Linked DNA regions of Mus musculus: region 2 is linked to region 1. The links are chromatin contacts, called in public HiChIP or PLAC-seq maps. All regions are on one chromosome and are shown on one strand. Each heading gives the region's core, a stretch centred on a gene start, on an enhancer-like site or on the middle of the called end of the contact. The rest is flanking DNA. Distances are from core to core; before and after follow the strand shown.

The links. HiChIP or PLAC-seq counts read pairs in DNA pulled down with a chosen protein or histone mark.
Region 2: an H3K4me3 HiChIP or PLAC-seq map of bone marrow-derived macrophages shows a contact between it and region 1, with 4 times the contacts expected there. The contact joins the promoter of Nckap1l here to the enhancer-like site in region 1. A contact is called at or near these places in 6 of 39 promoter capture datasets (the C10 cell line, the HPC-7 cell line, cranial neural crest and 1 more), 1 of 15 datasets of contacts at CTCF or cohesin (the NIH/3T3 cell line), 10 of 484 Hi-C or Micro-C datasets (the BV-2 cell line, the G1E-ER4 cell line, the HPC-5 cell line and 5 more), 4 of 115 datasets of contacts at active chromatin or transcription factors (bone marrow-derived dendritic cells, bone marrow-derived macrophages and embryonic stem cells) and 3 of 9 other capture datasets (adipose tissue, macrophages and pancreatic islet).

What each region holds. Positions count from the first base shown.
Region 1 is chr15:103,392,111-103,395,778 of GRCm38.p6, reverse strand. No RefSeq gene overlaps it. Among named protein-coding and RNA genes, the nearest start is that of Gm52195, 17 kb to the left of the region's middle. Within about 2 kb of position 1,993, at least 21 of the 459 cell types and tissues checked have an H3K27ac peak or open chromatin away from gene starts, as enhancers often do. A contact at or near this core is called in the BV-2 cell line, bone marrow-derived dendritic cells, bone marrow-derived macrophages and 1 more, where this site is marked.
Region 2 is chr15:103,452,074-103,455,741 of GRCm38.p6, reverse strand. Nckap1l (NCK associated protein 1 like) reads right to left here and starts at 1,917. Exons shown (of 31, transcript NM_153505.4): 1 at 1,761-1,917; 2 at 661-771. The coding sequence starts at 1,862.

The sequences.
Region 1 (3,668 bases), core at 744-3,243:
ATCTGTCTGCTTGAATTCCATTATCAGTTACTCCTTAATTCCCATGACCCCCCTTGTACCTCTGTCTGCTTCACTAATCCCCAAGTCAAGAGAAGCCCTGGCTCTTCTAATCTATTCCTAGTAGTATTGGCATAGAAAATACCAATATCCACCTAACACCACAGCTGAGACATGATTTCTTTTTTTTTTTTTTTTTTCTTTTTTGGTTTTTCGAGACAGGGTTTCTCTGTATAGCCCTGGCTGTCCTGGAACTCACTTTGTAGACCAGGCTGGCCTCAAACTCAGAAATTCCCCTGCCTCTGCCTTCCGAGTGCTAGGATTAAAGGCGTGAGCCACCACGCCTGGCTGAGACATGATTTCTAATCTCAGGCTTATTCCTGATTTGTCAGGTTACTATTGTAACCTTGTGTTTTGTATTGTTGTAGATAGTCTCACTATGTAGTCTTGGAATTTAAGGTCAGTCTTCCTGCCTCAGTCTGAATGCTGGGATTGTGTGAACTAACACATCCACGCTTCTTTCAGGCCAAACACCAAGCATGTATATGGTGTACACACATACATGCAGGCATTATGTCATATCATATACATAATAAACATAAATCTTTTTTTTTAAAAGGCAAGTAATCAGAGATCTCTAGGACCCATATGGTAGAAGAAAAAAATTTAATTCCAGTCTAGTGATGGTGGCACATGACTTTAAATCTGGCACTTGGGAGACAGAGACAGGCAGATCTCTAGCGTTCAAGGCCAGCCTGGTCTACAGAGGGAGTTCCAGGACAGCCAGGACTACACAGAAAAACCCTGTCTTGAAAAAAAATTTTTTTTGTTTTATTTTTACTTTGCCTACCAGCAAAGGCTTTTTGAGCATTTAGTATGTAGCAAACTGCACAAAATTCCAATATACTTAGTAGATCTAGTACATCACATTTAATCCCATATAATCTGAATAAAGTGGGTACTCTTAGATCCCCTACTGGTAAATAAGAAAAATGAGGGTTACAGAATTTACATGATTGAGAGTTGTTGCTTGGTTACTGTGGAAAAAACAAAATTATAATCATGTCTACAGCTCCAAAAGCCAGTACTCTTAACCCCCACTGTATTTTACAGTTGCCCTACCTTGGTCATAATCTAACCATGGAGAACTCATTGTCCCTACAGTGCTCTTTAATGACCACATTGTTGGGAGCTGGGGAAGTTGGCTCAGTGGTTAAGAGTACTTCTTGTTACAAAGGACCTGAGTTTGAGTCCCAGTACCTACATGGAGGCTAACCATGTCCTAGGGAGCCAGACATGTGTACAGATGTCATTACTCATATACATAAAATAATAAAAATTAATGACCATACCATCCACAGGTCTTGTTTTTGCCTGCTTTCTGCCTGGTGTAATATCTTCAAATTCCAACTCAAATGCTGTCTCCTCATTCTTTGTATTCTTCTCTGTTCATTTTTTTTAATCTAGCTCTTAGCTGGTCTGTATCTCACAGAGCTCCATCTCCCTCTGCTTCCCAAGTGCAAGGACTAAAGATCCATACCACCACATCTAGCTCATACTTTCTTTAGTAACGTTGAGTTTATGGAACTCACTTCCTTTTTTTTTTTTTTAGATTAATTTCTTTATGCATACAAGAACACTGTAGCCGTCTTCATACACACCATAAGAAGGCATCAGATCCCATTACAGTTGGTTACAGTTGCTAGGAATTGAACTCAGGACCTCTGGAAGAACAGCCAGTGCTCTTAACCACCTCTTCTTAGCCATCTCTCCAGCCCCTAGAATTCACTTCTAAATGCCTAAATCAGTCAGAGTTTAGAAGAAAACAGAAACCACACTTGACATGTTAAGCATAAGAGTATTTGATGAAGTCATCTGAGTAGCTAGCTGCAGGCCTCTTAGGAATAATTCTCAGGACACCACCAGACTAAGCCACCATAGGGCCTGCAGCCTCTGGTGGTTCCTGAATATTACTAAGCTTGAGGAGATGACAACATAGCTAAAACCCCACAGTATTCTTGAGATCATGTTTTTTTATAGAGTTAATGACTAATACAGACATCTGAGAGCTGGTCATCTGATGAACATAAAAGGAAGCTTGGTATTCAGTATGTTGAGCACTTGGGTTTACACTCAGATGTGTGAGGTTTTCAGTGTTTTCTATTGTAAGATTAAATACAAGTCTGGCATGTAAAATGTGGTAGTGCATGCCTTTAATACAGCACTCCAGAGACAGAACCAAGTAGATCTCTTGAGTTTGAGGCTAGCCTGGTATGTAGATAGCAAGATCTAGAACAGTCTGAACTGCATAGACCCTGTCTCATCTCAGATAGAGAGAGAGAGAGAGAGAGAGAGAGAGAGAGAGAGAGAGAGAGAGAGAGAGAGAGAGAGAGAGATTGGAAAGAAAATTGAATTTGGGGCTGAATCAATGGCTCAGCAGTTAAAAGCAATGACTGCTCTTCTAAAGGACCTAAGTTCATCTCCAAGCATCCATGTGATTGCGCATGACTAATTCCAGTCCCAGGAGATCCAGTGCCCTCCCTGACTTACACAGGCATGTATGCATTGTATGCATGCAAAATACCCATACACTTAGAATAATAAATTCTTTCCTTTTGGGGGGGGGGGTGCGGTGGGTGAGACATGGTTTCTCTGTATAGCTCTGGCTATCCTAGAATTTACTCTGTAGACCAGACTAGTCTCTGCCCTGAGTGCTGGGGTTAAAGGCATGTACCATCACCACCTGACTAGAATAATTTTTTAAGAATTAAAAAATAAGTATGAGTATTATCTCCCTCTCATCTCCCCCTGATCCTGTTTCCAAGCCCTTGCCTTTCCTCCCTTCTCTTCTCTCCCTGACATTTCATCTCTCCCTTCTACCCTGTCTCCTCAAAGCCCAGAGGGATAAGTACCAGATGCTAGCATATTCTCCCCTACATTGTTCCCACCCTTCAAAAAGCCATACAAATTGTGCTGCGAGGACTGAGTGAGCAGTTGGAATTAAAGGAACGGTGGTTATGCAAACAGTGACAGAAGTGGTAATAAGAGACCGAAGAACAGCCCTGTCATGGGATGTAATGATGCACACCTTTAGCCAGTACTCAAGAGGCATCTAGTCAGCCTGGTGTGCATAGCACAGGGCAGCCAGAGCTACCTAGTGATCCTGTGTTAGAACCTTGGAAATGCCAAACTTTCTGTGCCTCATTTACCTCCTTTATGAAGAGACAGAAGTAAGTGCTTCCAAGGTTTGCCTAGCACTAAAATTTTGATGGCTTTATTTACCTGGGAAAATAATTTATAACTAAGATTGTATAAAAGAGATAAATGAAAAAGTTAATTATGTATCCATTCTAGGGTTTTGGTTACTGTATAAGATTTTCCTATCATCCTTAAATCATTCTCTGAGACCATCAAATGAGAGGAGGGAAGCAGAGGCAGAAGTAGCCTCTCATATGTCAAATCAGAATCAGATTTTAAATCACAGAGCAGCCTCCGTGTTCCCTGATATTCCTACTTGGAATCTGTTAATCTGTTCCCTGGAGTTGTGGGGTGGTGATTCTTCAAAGAACCATCACTAGTTTCTAAGGGCAGTAAGGCTCATCAGAAAAGCCTGTCTGTTATAAAAGTGCACTGAAAGCATCATTTAGGCTGTTAGCTAGGCCAGAGATGAA
Region 2 (3,668 bases), core at 668-3,167, 60 kb before region 1:
TAACCACTGAGCTATCTCTCCAGACAATCATTAGAATTGAAAATTTAAATACCCAGTCATTCTTTAAGGGGTGAACATGCTAGGGTGGGATCAATAGCTCGCCAGCATTCTCCAGTCTCTAAACAGAAATTTTCTATCTGGATTGGATGGCCAGATGTGATTCAAACTACAGTCAGAAGACTAGCTGAAAGGAGATTTTCAGTTTCATTTCAGTGAAGACATTTGCTATATAAATCAATAGGAAAAGAAGCAGAGTATAAAGATACTATGAATAGAGTGAGAGAAATCTAGGGATAACACAGTACAGGAGTATTGTGCTGTATACAGAAGTACAGGATATGCCACTGGATGCATAGCATGCAGCAACAAAGAAGCATAGTGTAGATCAAGTGCTACAGTAAAAGATGTGCCCGGCAAGGTTGGTGGAGATGCTTCTCTGTGTACCAGGTGTCCTCATGAACCTGGCTGGCAAGACTGTGCCCCAGTTCACCATGGGAGGCTCCCATCTGAGCTTACGACCCTCAATGCCTGAAGCCCCGAGTCTGAGTCTAGGAAACTATAGGTGGCTACACTTAAAGACAAGACAAAGTGGAGAGTCTGCAATAATCTGCCATGCAAGAATAATGTTACAGAAAGGAGGAAATGAACCCAAGTTCTCACCGTGCTATTTCGGACATCTATGTTGGGAAACTTCTTGTTGATGTACTTGAGACATGATTCCATGGACTTTTCCAGTAAAAAAGGTGGCTTGGATTTTGAATCTGAACAGGTCTACACATAAAAAAAAGTAATATTAAACTACCGTACTATTTTTCCATTTAGATACAAGCCTTTGGATGCATCATTCACTCCCACTATCTCTTTTGGAAATGGCAGTCTGAAATTTTATTATAAAAGCATGAGGGTAGTTGAAAACCAAGTTCGTTCCAGACAGTGAACTAGTACTCCTAAGAGCTAACAACCTGGCATCTTGTCTTAACTGAGGCTTAGCTCTAACACAGAGAGGAAGCTGCTTCCCCACCCCTCCTCTGAAGCCGGAAGTAGTGAGAAAAGTGGCTGATCATAAGTTGGACTTTATATAAAGCTCTGGGTCCCAAGAGACTTTACAAACGACATGACAGAAACCATATTCCTGGTGCTTTACTACAAAACGCACAAAGGTCCGTTTCCACAAGTTCCTTCTTTCTCTTCCTGGAAAGTCTCACAATTACCCACCTTTATCCTGCCTTCTACAGTCGCTGGCTCACCTTTTGGCATCATCTTTGTCCAGTTTCATAGTTACTCTCCTAAGCACACACACGCAGCATTCACAGCCCCAAACTACCTTAGAAAACACCACTTCCTTAAATGTTTCCCCTTTTAAGGAAATAATTACACACAAACATACACATACACACACAAACACAATTTTTGCCAGAGACACAACTTGAAAACTCAAAAACTAGAGAAACTGACAATAAGTAAACCCCAAATTCTAGACCCCAGACCCTTAATCAAATCACTCACAACACAAATATTCTCTTTCCCACCCAACCCTAAGTCATAGGGGAAAGGTGATGCTCTCAAAAAGGCAAGAATAATACCTAGAAAGGACACGCCTTAAAAAGAAGCCTCCCTCTATCTCCCCAAACTGTGGGAACCATACCGTCTAAGTGGCTGAAAGCCACTTAAAGCAATGGAGAAAAAGATATGGCTTGACTATTGGGCCTGCAGGCCTCCAGGTTCCTGCCATGATTTGCTAGACGGGTCTTCTTGCTTACCTTCTTGATGTTGTACATGCGGATGAGAACTCCCTGTCCTCGGTCATTCAGGATCGTGAGCTTCTCTGCTAATTTAAGCTGATAGGCAGAGGTCAAAGACATGATGGCCACCGAGAGAGAGGACCATCCGGATAACAAGACCCAAATGCCCCAAATATTCTCAGCCTGGCTGGCAACACCCTCTGTGTAAAAGGACCCGCCCTGGTTGGTGCACCGAGCTTCCGGTTGCTTCTGTAATTGGCTCATGGAGGATAGCAGTCACTATGGCTCACAGGCCTTCAGAGCCCTCTTGTGCTTCCTCTTGCACCCTCAGCAGAGGAGACTTCCTCTTTCTGGTTGTGCAGTACTTCAGTAAGAAGTGGGCGGAAGCTGAGGAAGAGAACAGGCTTTCACGGCTCCTCACAATGCAGTACCAACTGTTCTGGCCTTCCCTCTCCCCAAATGTCCCAGACAAAGCACACACCAAACAAATATCTACTACCAGCCCCATTCACCTCTACACTTACCCTTTTAGATCCCGGTCAAGAATGCCTGTTATTTTCTACTGACCCTTAGGCCCCAGCATCCTTTAGGACCCTGGTCTCTTTCTAACTATTCCATTCAATGACATGTTCACTATATTTTATTTATAAACATAAATATATTTATATATAAACATATATATACATACACACACTCTCTCTCTCTCACACACGCACACACACATATATATATATATCACATGGTTGCAAGGGTTGAGAAAGTCTTGTAAACCCCAGGCTATACTCAATCTATCTCCTTATGTAGTTGAAGATAAGCTTGAACCTCTGATCTCCTACTTCTACCTCCAGTGTGCTGGGATTAGCTTCCTTGTTATATTTTTAAGCATATGCTTTCTCTCTCTCCCACCCACATCATATGTTCCTTCCTAATGACAGGTATGATATCTAATATTGATATCCTTTGTAGTATTTAGTACAGTGAATCAGTAAGCATGATCCAGCAGTAGCAGCAGCACTTGGAAACTTGTTAGGTTTGATAAACAATAAAACAAAATATTTTAAAAGAAACTTACTAGACACACAAATTCTTTGACGTCACTCAAGACCTGCTGAACACAAAATCTTTTTTTTTAAGATTAGTTAGTTAGTTAGTTAGTTAGTTAGTTAGTTAGTTAGTTAATGTATGAGTGCATCTGCATATATACTTGCATGCCAGGAAAGGGCACCAGATCATAATATAGATGATTATGAGCCACCATATGGTTTCTGGGAATTGAATTCAGGACCTCTGTTAAGAGTGTCCAGAGCTCTTAACCACTGAGCCATCTCTCCAACCCTCAACCCAAAATCTTAAGGTAGAACAGGCATGTTTTGTTTTTGTTTTTTTGTTTTCAAGGTGTGTGTGTGTGTGTATGTGTGTGTGTGTGTGTGTGTGTGTACACTCAAACACATGACAAAGGAGGACAGAAGAGAACATCAGATACCCTGGAGCTAAAGTTACAGGTGGATGGTGTGAAACTACTAACTTAGGTTCTCTGGAAGTGCATCAAGTACTCAACCACTAAGCCATCTATCTCTCCAGCCCCTAACACATGCTATCCTACAACAAGTTCTCTGGGTGACTCCAGTGTGCCCTCAAGTCTGAGAACAATCCTACTTAGCAATGGTAACAAAGGTATGTTAAAAAAAAAAAATGTATAACAAAACTTTTCCTGGGGAAACACGACACACATGTCTACTCTTCTCCAATATAGGACACCCACAACATTCCAAAGTACAGATACCACCAGAATCCAAGTTAATGAACCATGAGCTTTATTAGGGTTACTTACAGGAATATGGGTGAGGGGTTACTTATAGAAATACAAGAAATGACTCAAGGACAGCTGCTTCACCAACGTCCATCCAAACATGGATAACAGATCAC